Linked DNA regions of Gossypium hirsutum: regions 2, 3 and 4 are each linked to region 1. Evidence: chromatin contacts called from public Hi-C data. All regions are on one chromosome and are shown on one strand. The core of a region is the stretch at or near the end of the contact, and the rest is flanking DNA. Distances in the headings are between cores, read along the strand shown. Region 1 holds the start of LOC107886322 (nudix hydrolase 18, mitochondrial). Region 2 holds the start of LOC107886326. Region 3 holds the start of LOC107886278 (ubiquitin-conjugating enzyme E2 variant 1A). Region 4 has its middle 14 kb from the start of LOC107886277.

Region 1 (3,186 bases), core at 136-2,635:
GATTTTTAAACAATGATTAAGGAACAGTTGAATTAAATAGTAACCTCAACATTGCCTCGAACACCAGCTTCTTCAAGTGACTCTCTTAATGCAGCTTCTTCTCTAGATTCATCAAGCTCCCAACCACCCTGAGAATTAAAACCAAACAGCCCCACAATAATTATTAATGCAAGATTTGACAGAGCAAACAAGAGTTTTAATTAACTTTTTTGAAACATTACTGAATCTTTATACCTTGGGAAACATCATTTTTTGACATTTCTGGGAGGAGATCACAAGTACCTCCAAGTCATCAGTCATGGTTCCATCACTGCTAGATTTGTATCTATAGGGAATGCACCTGCAATCGTCGAAATTGAAGAAATGAGTTTTGCCATCATTCATCCCAAGAAAAAAGATTTTTTTTCTCTCTTTATACAATAAAATGGAAACAGTCCAAGGCTCCTAGCATGAAATTTCTGACCAAAAATGTCAGGCCCCAGTTCAGAAAAGAACAAAATTTTCAACAGGAGCCCAGAAAAATTAAAGATAAGGGAACAAATAAAATTTCTCAAGACGAAAAAAAAAAAAAGGATGAAGCAAATCAAACTCTCTTCATCATGAAAATCTCACCCAACAACTTGGCGTCGGCCTAGGTTATCGTATCGCTGCAAGTGCCTTCCAGTGCGAGAAACCATGCAAACCATCCTCAAACAAATTGAAAATAAACGATCGAACAAGAACCAAGAATACCCAGAACCAATAAATTGAAAGAAGAACTAAATAGAACAATTTATGGAAGCAAATAAGCTTAGCCCCTGACGAAATTAACCAGATATTATTATTTTTCTTTTGTAAATTATAGAAACAATCCCGGGAGATAGGCTTCTTCAGAGTATAAAGAAACTGATTATCGTAAAATTGGAGTATATTTTCAGGTAAAAAGGCAACAAAAAGAGAAAGATAATTGAGAGAGAAGCTGAAAATGTAAGGACATGGAATTGGGTATTTATAGAAAAAAGGGGAGAGAGAGAGAGTAAACAAAATTAATTAATTAAACACAAAGTTAGTGCATAATAGTAGTAGTAGATGATGATAATGATGTTTATGATTCGAAAAAAGGGTAGGTGTTGAGACGCGTCTCCTTCTATAAGCTTCGGTGCCGTTTCGTTAACGAGGGTTTAGAGTTTTATTAGTTTAATATTATTTTATTAGAAAAAAAAAAAGAGAGGGTTTTTATAAGGTGTTGTAGCCAACACGTACACGGTTGATCTGATGTAAAAAGGAATTGACTTTCTTTATCAAGCATCTCGCTCACGTGTGCGATCATTGGCTATGCATGTTGGCTGTTTTTCTTTGAGAAAAATGAAAAGAAGGAAAAAGGAAAAAGTGGAAAACGGCTGTGTATGCTTCTTATTTGGTCTTATCTGGGTTTTATGCCGCAGTTTAAGTGTATAGATAAGATTGTACATGTTGGCTTTTTTTATTTTCAATTTTGTATTTGTCATTAATAAAGTTAAATTTTGGGTTTAAAAAATTAAAATAATCTTATTTGTCATAATACAAATTATAATTATACAATTATATAATGTAGATTTTAAAAAATAATATTTATTATAGAAATGGTGAGCTAATACTTAAGTACGAATTTCTATAAGGAGGTACAAAATTTAAAATCAAACCATCTTATATAATATGTTAATTCAAGAAAGTATTTCGTAATATGATTATTAATAAAATTAATAAGAAAATAGATATTCTAATGCAATTTTATTTAATTACTCTAACATTCAATTTTTTTGTGTTATTCTCTCTTTAACATTTAACATATACTCATTGTGATCCATTGGAATAAATAATTTCATAAAAAATAGTATAAATCATTTATAATAAATGCTATGTAATTTAGTTAATTATTTAATAGCTCCAAATATATGAGAAACTATCTCGTCAATAAGATTTTCATATTATTTAAGCAATATAACATATAATTATATTTAAAAATAAAATGTATATCCTAAAATTATAAATTTTAAAAATAAAATTATGAACAAACATAATAGGATTGTTTTAATTACACTCAATTAAGTGATTACCAAAACTGCTATAGAAGAAATAATTATACCGACTTTCCAAATAAGCCTAGAGTTCAATTAATGAGTATTTATATGTATTTATTAAATAGTTATTAGAGGATTATATTTTTGGTTAACACATTACTTATAAATATTTCCAATATAATTTTTTTTATTAAAGTTCAATATTATTTAATTTTAAATAACGCTTTTTATATTTCTAATAATTTAAAACTAAGATTGACGGCTATAAAGTATATACATTAACAAGTTATAGCTATTTTCATTTAGGGAGCGGTTCTATGTCCGCAACATATAACATTACATGGATACTTTTATTGATAGAATTTATGGCTTTTCTCCATTTTTTTTCTTTCATTATGTACTTAATGTAAAATTTGTTTTTCATAATATAATTAATATAAACATATTTTTTCGTTAATAATTAATATAAAATTACTTCCCATTATAAAATATATTTTATTAAACTGTATTTTTTATTGACTTTAATAGAAAATATTAAATTTAATCATTAAGGGTTGAATTTATGATCACATCATATGTTATAAAAATATGATGTAAAAGGATAATTATAAAAGAAAAAAATCTGAAAGGATGAGTGATGGGTTTAAAAATTAAGTTAGTTTGTATAAATGGATAAGTATGTATATTATCATGCATATGAAATAACTTTCAATTTTAAAGTCGACCAAAAAAAACTTTTAATTTTAAAGAAAACAACTAAAACATTTAAAATTTTATATCTCTGTGTGTTATAATTGAATAAAGTTATTTTTGATATTTCCAACTGAGTTAATATTTAGTTTATTCAGATTTATTTAAGTATAGAGCATATATTATGTTGTTATCTTAATTTCCTTTTTAACTTAATTTTAACAATTTCTTTCTTTTAATATATTTAATTTAATTTTCCATTTAAGTGAATTTTCTTTGCTCATTGTAGCACGTCTTGCTTTTTTCTTCTTGTCTTTTGTTTTTTATTCTTTTGTCTGGACCTCTCAGGGTACTTTTCTAAGAAAGTAGGAATTGGATATCTATTGTGTGAGAGTTTCTGCCATGGAGGAAGAGATGACAGGGCTAAATTTTAAGGATAGGGAAGAAGAAGATGCAT
Region 2 (3,262 bases), core at 305-2,804, 380 kb after region 1:
GTTTTAACCCCAAGAAACAAGCAAGTAGCCTATTCAAGTATATTTCGAGAAGTCCAAATGTTCTTACAATTAAGGAGAATTTAAGGAAATCAACATAGCAACAACAAACAACCACTTTGAAACAAAGCATTCTTGTTTGCTATAAATTGAAGATGGGAGAACCATTTGGGGTTGAACCAAGCAAAATAAAAGGCATTAAAAGAATACTTAGAGAAACAATTTGGAATCTATTTCCTAGAAAAGAGCATCAAATTCTAAAAAGGGGACAATGCTTCCATTATCATAACCATGTAGCCAGATGGTACTTTATCCAATCCACCAGATGGGATAATTACTAAGGAAAATTATCATTTAAACCCTGTGTATGCATGCACATGCAACTATTCCATTATATGGAGATAGTTAATCCTCTTGTGAGTCATGACATTAATTTATACTTGACTCCTTTTTTTCTTTTTTAAAGTATTTATACTAGACTCCAATGACATTAGGAAGGGACTGATTCCTTGGCAGCTCACGTATAGAACAAGAAGCAGGATATGCTTCCCTCATCACTCTTTTGATGGTGTACTCCTTTTTGGCAACTCTTTATGCGTCATCCACATCAATCCCAATCCAACATAGGGAACTGCCACCAGCTTATAATGGCATTAACGTTATACTGGGCTCACTAATTAACAGAACAAGAAGCAGGATCTATTCTCACTCTTGATGGTTACTCCTTTTTGGCAACTCTTTATGCATCATCCAGATTAATCCCAGTCCTACATAAGAAACTATCACCAGCCTATGCTGCCCTAAAATAGCATAAGACTCGTTGGCTAACTCAAAAATACGTTCATTTAGCGCTAATTAGAGATTTACTGGATTGATAGAACGGGCGATATAAAGTTTCAGTTGAAACTTGAGAGTAACTTGACAGTCCTAGTGATAATAGTAACAAATATAATCATGTATTTTTCAGCTCAATATATTAATCCATTCATCCCTTGAGCAGTTTCACAAAGGAATTGTTTACACATTAGGAAATAGATTATTTCAGTTCCATATTGAACTGCTTGAACCTCCATATTTAAGTGAATTGATATGAATGAACCTGTCAGAACTTAAACATGATAGTTGGGCCCTTTCTTATAAGCTCAAGCTTTCAATGATCCAATTTAGAAAACCTACACTGTGAATCACTAAATTTCAATTTCTGCACGAAGCATAAATGAATTAAGAGCAGTTCCAATTCTGTAAAGAGCCCAAACAACTCACCAAAGTTATAATATAACAAAAAAAAAAGGGGGAGTCCTAAAACCTGAAGGGAAAAAGGCATACCATGAACTCGGTTAGCCAAATGGTGCAAGGCTGAGTCTTGATCTGATTGAAACTTCAAGGGAACCCGACCAGGGGAAGCGATAAGATCGGATCCTTTTGGGACTTCACCAGAGCGACAGCCAACAAGTCGTAGCCCGTGGGTGGTGGGCTGGGCTATCTTCTCTGATACTAACTCGTGCGCAAGCCCACCTTCCCTACTGGAACTGAGTGAACTGAAAGATGGGATAAGAATCTTTTAGAGTCCATGGTGTTATACGTTTTTAATTTAAACGCAACCGCAAGATATTAGAATAAAAAGAAAAAAACCATTAAAATATTTGTTTAAATATGAAACAATTAAAATATTTTTAGAATAAACAATAAAACATAAATTAAAATTATATTTTATTAAATAATCAATAAAAAATATTAAAATCATACAATATTAATTTTAAATTATATTTATATTATTCTTAAAATATATATTCATATTAAATAATAAAATGCATTTGAATTATTTTATTTTTTTGATATCTTTCATTTTTGTTTTATTATCCACATTCGCGATCCCCGTAACTATTTCTCTTAATTTATTTTCAAGGTTTGGATATACATTATCTCTTAAGGAGTGTAATTTATCTTACCATTCTATCTAACACTTAGATAACATTTAGTAATAGAAAGCAATCATTTTCCAAGTAATTATTCTCATTTTATATTAGTTTAGAGTATTAATCTATTAATAAAGGTAAAAAAAAAGAAAAAAAAAAGAAAAAGAAGCTATTGCCTCATTCCTCCTCCTTGCTACTTGATATTCTTTACTACTTCAAAGAATTATTCAACGGAATCATCTATATATTATATCGTTTAAATATTAAATTCTATTTTTTTTCTCTTTTCTTCTGTGCATTAATTGAGAACATAGTATTTATGAATCTTTTCAAGCAAAAGGAAAAAAAATTAAAGTTCAAGCTTATCTCTAACATTGTTTTTAGCATAACCTTTTTACATAATTTACCTTTAAATTATGACGTGTTGTATGTGATTGAAAATTTTACAAGAATGATTTTCAAGAATGAATAAATGATTGATAATCAATTCCAAAGTAAAATGGATAAGACAAGTGATAAGTCAAATTTCAAAACAGTTACATGTCATATTCAGGTAAATTATTTTTTATCAATATGTAAATTATGTTACATTGGGGCTTTGGAAAAAAATAATGTAAAATGTATCAATTAAATTTTAATATTAATTATTTAATCCAAAAATTGGTTAAGAGTAAAGTTCATTATAAAAATTAAATATATAAATATTATATTTTATGTAATAAGGATAAATTTATAAATTATCATTACATTCCTAGGAAAATACTTAATGAATCAAACGTGATAATGTAACTTTCTCGATATTTTAATTAATATCTTTCAATGTATTCCAATAGTTGTAAAGTTATTTTCCAATCAAAATATAAAATAAAAAGAATTTGCCAAGACAAAATTATCATTTTTTTGTGTGTGTTTAGGAATAAGATTCAAAAAAATGTCTTTTCTTGTTATAAATATTTTTTAAAATATATTTTTCATTAACATCAAACTTTAGTATAAAGATAATTTCAAGTCATATATATATATAATATGAATACACTTGAATTTATTCCTACAGTGTAATGATGAGTAAATTTTTTCAAATTTTACATATTCACAAACTTGAGTTAATATATAAGTTATTTTTTAAATATATTCATGTAATGGATCCAACAAAGACGTGAGCAAGGCAACCTTGTGTATTAATTCAAATATTTTTTAAAAATAAAAATTATTGAAAATATTATTAAATATTTAATTCAAAGATTTTTTAATAATAAAAATTATTGAAAATGTTAAAATACATTATTATTATCTTTTATTTAATAGGAGTGATTTTGCAAAGTACCATTACATTCTCATGAAAGTGTTGA
Region 3 (3,124 bases), core at 245-2,744, 410 kb before region 1:
TTCCATATGTTTCAATTCCATCACTCAATCAATGAGAAACTTTTCTACCATGAAGTCTTCAGTTGAAGGAAAAATTAGCAAAACTCTCAAGTTGGCTTCAGAATAAAGATTAGACCCAAAGCCTTCTGAGGCCAAATGCCACTGCATAACTTGAAGCTTCTAGAAAGCATCGATACCTAGAAAAAGTTCACATCTGAATGACAAGCAATAATCATATAATTGGAAGCTATGCCATTAGATGGTTGGAGAAAAGAAATCCTTGATTTTGGAATCATACAAGTACACCTTTAAGGTCAAAAAATGTGGTGAAGGTAACATAATACCTTTTTAAGAGAGCTAGCACCTTATCAACAGTTTCATATGCATCCCATATGAAGAGTCAAAATTGGCCGTTTTGGAAAAATTTCATGCATTATATATAGCTGCCATATACTACAAGTCCTAGGCATGGAAAACAAAGTAATACCTGTTTAAGGGTTATTGCTTCTTTTTTTTCCAGAATTTACTCAATCAACATCAATATCCCTTATTTGTAATAAGGTACACGAAAGAGTGTTGCCAGATCTAACTAGTTATAATAGTATATTATAATGGCTTTGCCACAGCTAGAACTATAGATAACTTAAACTCAGAACACTACATAAAAGAAAGCAAAAAAGATAAGGAGTTAACAAAGAACAAACATATTTTAATCTGTGTTCGCGTTAGCATTTTACAGATTACAAACCGTAGGGCAAATGAAAAGAGACTAAATCTAAAAGCAATTTAAACCCTGGCTACACTGATTCCATTCCTACAATATCTCAATCTCTCCACACACACACACAAGGATACAAACTCAATCATTAATACTTCTAAAGAAGCCCCATCAAACACTGGCAATAAAATCCATTAAGAAAATAAAAATCTTGTAATAAATTCCAACAGAAAAGCCCGTAAAAGTTTCACCTTGAATATCAAGCCAAGCACAACAAATCCATTCTCAAGCATTTCGAAACAGTACTTCGAACTAAACAAAAGAGCACCAATAATCAAAGCTAAAACCCTTTTCCACCAAATCCAAACATTATCCCAAAAAGAAAAATCCCAGAGATTCAACATAACCTTCAAAGCCCCATCAATCGAACAATAATAACAAAATTTCACCGATAATCGAAAAATATGAGGGAAATTGGGAAAAAAATGAGGGAAATCTAGGGCTTCGAAAATCGAAGACTTACCAACAACCCTCGATCCTTCAGAACCCATTCCTTCTTTTGATCGTTCCAATTCAAAGAAATAAAAGAGAAAAAAAAAGGTAGGGTTTTCTCTGATTCAGAAGAGACAATCCAAAACAAAAAGCAAAATTAAGAGTAAAAACACGAAAAAGGAGAGGAAAATTTGTAAAGAGTAAAACAGTAAAAGGGGAATGATTAGATAGAGAGAGAGATTTATACTTTATAGTGCCTGAAAGTCCAACTCCTCCTACACCTCACACCTCGCAAAGGTCCACTCGTAAAACCTTATTTTATATATATATATATATATAATATTATATTAGATTCTATAACAACTACTAGAATCTTTCAATTAAGTCTTAATTTAATTAGTATTAACTTCATTATCTCTGCCCTTAGAGTCGGTTAGATGCGCATATTTATTTCGCAGTTAAGAATTTGAATAGAGTCATAAATTGTTCTAAATATTTGTATAAAAAAGTTATATGAGTGAAAAATATTTTATAGTAAAAAATATATTTATAAAATTATTTTAATAAATGATTATAAGTGAAATGGTAAGAGATTTTTATATAAATTAATTGGTTTTATATTTGATTTTTAAATAATAATTTTAGTTGTCTTATTTTTAAAAAGATAAAAATATATTTATAAATATATTACTTGCCTCCTTTAAAATAAAAATATTTTAATAATTTTACAATTGAATACTATCAATTTGACTTATAATGCTAACTCAATCCACCTTTTTATATATGATATAGATAACTTCTTCTTTTTTGTCATTTCTTGATAAATTAATATATTTTAATATTATCTCTTATATATATTATTTTATATAGTCTGTAAAGGCAAAGGTTCTAAATCTTAGCATCTAGTTTCGAGATCCATCAAACTTAATGTGTATCCAAGTCCCATCATATGTTGTTTGTTGTCAAGGGTAAATCTCAAAACTACACATAAATCTTGATTCGATATGTAATTTGATATATGAACTTTGATTTGGTGTAATTATACACTTGGAACTTTGATTGTAATTTAAATGTATACATGAAACTTTACTTTTAATCCAATTGTACAAATTTAAAAGAATAAATACATAAATTTAATTGTATATTAGATATATAATTACTTGTCTTAATGTCTACTTAATATGGTGTCATATCGATAAGTATGTTATTAATTTGTAAAAATTGAATTAAAAAGAAGTCTTAAAAAGTTGTCATGTGTCTTTTTTTTATTAATATTTTACTATATTTCTATAGGACACTTGTCAATCCCGTAACCCTATTTGTGGAGTCTAAAAACTCCATTGGTAAGGTACCAAATATTTTCTCCTAAATTAATACTCCATGTATAAAATTGCACAAATCAAAGTTTATGTATAGCATTACACATTGAATCAAAGTTCGTTTTGAGATTTATCCCTTTATTATCATGTGTGAGTTTTAGTTCGGTTGATCAATTTTAGTCTATTTGTGTTGTAATTATTTAATTCTACACTTTAATCCAGTTTTAGTCTATCTGTATTGTAATTATGTGATCATACACTTTGTGGTTGTTGGGATATGTCCTCGTATTTGTATTTTGATTGTATTTGTAAACTTTCAATATATATATATATATATTATATTTTAATTATTTAGTAATGTCGTGTTTACATATATTAGTTTCTAATACCACATGTGTTTCATGTGATTTTTTTTAGATAAACAACCAAAAACGAAAACCCAAGATTACATTAATTTCACAAAGCATTAACATAGTCCACTTTGACTAAATTTTGAACTACTGTGGAGGATCTCCAAACCATTAAATCCTTGTGAATTTTGTCACCATAAACTTAGCCATATGGTCAGCAACTATATTCTATGATGTCAGAATGTGACAAATAATAATCTTTCAAT
Region 4 (3,264 bases), core at 391-2,890, 270 kb before region 1:
TAAATTGATTTTGAACAATCATTTTTACAAGACTATACTCTTCTTCTTTCTTCTTATTTTATTTTATTTTATTTTTTTTGGTACAAATAAGAGGATACTACTAAAGAACAAAATTAGTGTATGGATATGTATATCAATGTGGCAATTATTAGGTGACAAAATGGGCCTGGCCTTATCTCAACCAGAACATTTGCCGTGGACGTTTAAAATTGCTCCATAAACTCCAACTAATGTCTTTGTAGTACTTTCCAACTCAAAACTCTCTTCTTCTCTCCATTTTGCTCAACAACACCACAATGTTTTTACAATCATCTTTTTGACTTTAGCATCAAAGAAAAATGAACTCAATCCTCTTCTCTTCTTTCACATTATTCCAAAATGTTAATAAAATATTTTCGTAAATATGTGTCTATCACATGAGAACTTTAATATATGAAAAACAGAGGTTTTTTTTTTTTTAAGAATTGTATATGTAAATTGTCTAATACATACATGTGTTTTTAAATATGACCCACTTCAAATTTGAGCTTGTATTTAATACTAAAGCTAATAGTTAGGTTGACGGAATCACCTTATTGATAAAACGCAATTACTTACTATGACTTAATTAGAGAATTCAAATCATAATTTAAATATGTATGTTAAAATTAACCCTCAAAAACTTAAATAGAAATATTTATTTTTTTAAATGAAATCAAATAAAATGTGCCCGATTAAAAACTAATTTTAAACTTACATATACAAATAATAATCCGGGGTTTATAATTTTTTAAAAAGCATTTAATAGTGATTGCATATATTTTTAAACAGAATTATACGTTTAACAGTGTAATGCATTTGTAAAATAATTAAATTAATCTTTTGAACAGTAATATTGTAATTTAGGAAGTATTAACATTATATATATATTAGTAATTTAGTTAAAATTATTTTAAAATACTTTTTAGACTTCAAGTTAATTTCTTTATAAAAAAAACAACATTTTTTTTGAAGTAGGAAGTAATTTTGGAATAAAAATATTACATTATTAACACAAACTTATTAGTATTTTTGAAATAAAGTTAATATTGGTTTAAAATATTTAAACATTATTTTAAAAAATTTTAAAAAAATAGTAGTTAAAAATTATGTTTGAAATATAAAAGGTTTTTTTTAAATATTGATTTTATATAAGGTATAAGCATTAAATCGGATTAAAATATATAATATCAATTTTGTAATTGATCTGGAAAATTTTGTAATTGGTGAGGTTTGGCCTTGGGAGCACCAAAAAAGAACATATGTTTTTTCAGGCAACAAAAGTGAGTTGGATAAGCATCTTCTTTTTTGTGAACCAAAAAAAATATATAATATCAACTTTTTTTTTTTACTTTTAAAGTGAAAATGATTGTTGGAAATAAACCCATCAGACGAAAAAAAAAAAAGTCAATCATTTAAAATAGTATAAACTTTGAATACATTATTTAAATTAAAAAATATATATATAAACATAAAAGAAATTATTAATACCTAAAAGTTGATATAAAATTATAATAATATATAACCAAATTAAAAAAAAGAAGAAGATATGTATGTTGATTTTGTGGATACTAATATTAACTGCCCCACCATGCGAGACTTTTCATATTTTTATTTTATTTTCTTTCCGCCCACCCATACCACTTAAAATCAAAACATTAGTAGAAAGAAACAGGACATGTGAAAGGTTTTTATTATGGTTATACATAATTATGTGTTATAAATTTTTTATTACCTTATTATCACCAATTATATCAATTATTATTTTGAAAATTGGGTTAAAGGAATGTTTTCATTCTTTTGGGTTTAAAATGCAGTAGGACTACAATCATAAAATAATGTGATTTATCTTTTATAAATATAAGCATGTCCCTTAATATTTATATTCTTTTGCCAATTTAATTTTTATTTTTTTGAGTTAAATTTGATCTCTAATTTTTTTAATGACAGTCATAATTGACAATTAACTTTTTTAAAAAAGAGTTAAATTGCTTTTTTTTTAAATAAAAATATTGGTTAAAATATCAAATTTTTGAATATGACAATTCTCATGTATTTCATACTAATTTTTAAATTTTTTATGAGTTTTTTTATATTTTTAAATTTTGACTTGTTTTATTATTTTTTATTATTTTTATAATTTTTGAATTGTTTATTAACTTGACATAAAAAAAATAAATAGTGCTATGTCAGCATGAAGCACACGTGAATTGTTACGCAAGTTACCACACCAACATAGTTGAAAAATTAATGTTCCAATCAATATTTCTATAAACATATTATTTTACTACTTTTTGAAAGGTGAAAGACTAAATTTAGCTAAAAAATGAATAAGGGTCAAATTGGCAAAAAAATATAAACATTAAAGGCTAAATACATCATTATGCCTAAAAATAATTTATCTTTTTAGATTAACCCATAACTTGACCCCAAAATTATAACACATTATCACTTTGATACCTAAAAATTTAAATTTGCTTCACTTTAGTACCTAAAGTTTCCAAATGTTATATCTATTATTCCAAGACTTAGATCCATTAAAAAATACTATTACGGCAATAACATGCCATATCACTTTATTTTTTTCGAAATAAATTTAAAAAAAAAACAAAAAGTAGCAAAAAGAAAAAGCTAAATTAGTCATATATGCCAACAAATTTTAGGGAAATAGGCTATTTTTGGAGAGACTGTGTGAAAACACGTCTAGCTGGGCAGCTTTCTACCAGTTGACAAGAAAGCACCCAGTTGGATGCGTTTTCCCTTTAAGTTGTAATTTTCTACTATTTTCATACAATCAATTTCTTTGGTCATATGGTTAAATGTTAGTGGTTTTGCCCTTGAGTCCTAGGTTTGATTTCTTTCCCACTCACATTAGTATTTTTTATTTCATGTTGTTTTAAGTTTTATTATTATTGTTTTCAATTAATATTTTTAATATATCAATTTCCTTATTTAAATGGTTAAATAAAATAATTCTGTCCTTAAGATCCAAGTTCAATCCCCCTTTTCTAAATAATTTATTTTATGCTGTTTCAAGGTTTTTTTATTTTTAATTAATAAATATTTTTTTATTTTAATTCATTTTTTAAATATTTTTAATTAATTACTCTGATATTCATAAAATCAAATAATAAATATGTAATTATATAATAAAAATATATATTTTACAGTTAAAAATATTTGAAATTAATAACTCATTTATATATAATATAAACATCAACTAAATTTTTTGATATATTTTTTATA

Evidence for each region. Hi-C and Micro-C count contacts between places; a contact is called where the count stands out from the background.
Region 2: a contact with region 1 is called in a Hi-C map of callus, with 2.6 times the contacts expected there. The contact joins the promoter of LOC107886326 here to the promoter of LOC107886322 in region 1. A contact is called at or near these places in 2 of 34 Hi-C or Micro-C datasets (callus and leaf).
Region 3: a contact with region 1 is called in a Hi-C map of leaf, with 2.0 times the contacts expected there. The contact joins the promoter of LOC107886278 here to the promoter of LOC107886322 in region 1. A contact is called at or near these places in 2 of 34 Hi-C or Micro-C datasets (callus and leaf).
Region 4: a contact with region 1 is called in a Hi-C map of leaf, with 1.5 times the contacts expected there. The contact joins the enhancer-like site here to the promoter of LOC107886322 in region 1. A contact is called at or near these places in 2 of 34 Hi-C or Micro-C datasets (callus and leaf).

The regions. Positions count from the first base shown.
Region 1 is chrA03:86,413,219-86,416,404 of Gossypium_hirsutum_v2.1, reverse strand. LOC107886322 (nudix hydrolase 18, mitochondrial) reads right to left here and starts at 1,385. Exons shown (of 5, transcript XM_016810221.2): 1 at 613-1,385; 2 at 235-340; 3 at 45-128. The coding sequence starts at 686.
Region 2 is chrA03:86,032,806-86,036,067 of Gossypium_hirsutum_v2.1, reverse strand. It overlaps LOC107886326, which reads right to left and starts at 1,554. Exons shown (of 5, transcript XR_005913943.1): 1 at 1,324-1,554.
Region 3 is chrA03:86,828,123-86,831,246 of Gossypium_hirsutum_v2.1, reverse strand. It overlaps LOC107886278 (ubiquitin-conjugating enzyme E2 variant 1A), which reads right to left and starts at 1,494. Exons shown (of 5, transcript XM_041097801.1): 1 at 1,221-1,494. The coding sequence starts at 1,248.
Region 4 is chrA03:86,681,332-86,684,595 of Gossypium_hirsutum_v2.1, reverse strand. No RefSeq gene overlaps it. Among protein-coding and RNA genes, the nearest start is that of LOC107886277, 14 kb to the left of the region's middle. Within about 2 kb of position 1,640, at least 1 of the 9 cell types and tissues checked has an H3K27ac peak or open chromatin away from gene starts, as enhancers often do. A contact at or near this core is called in leaf, where this site is marked.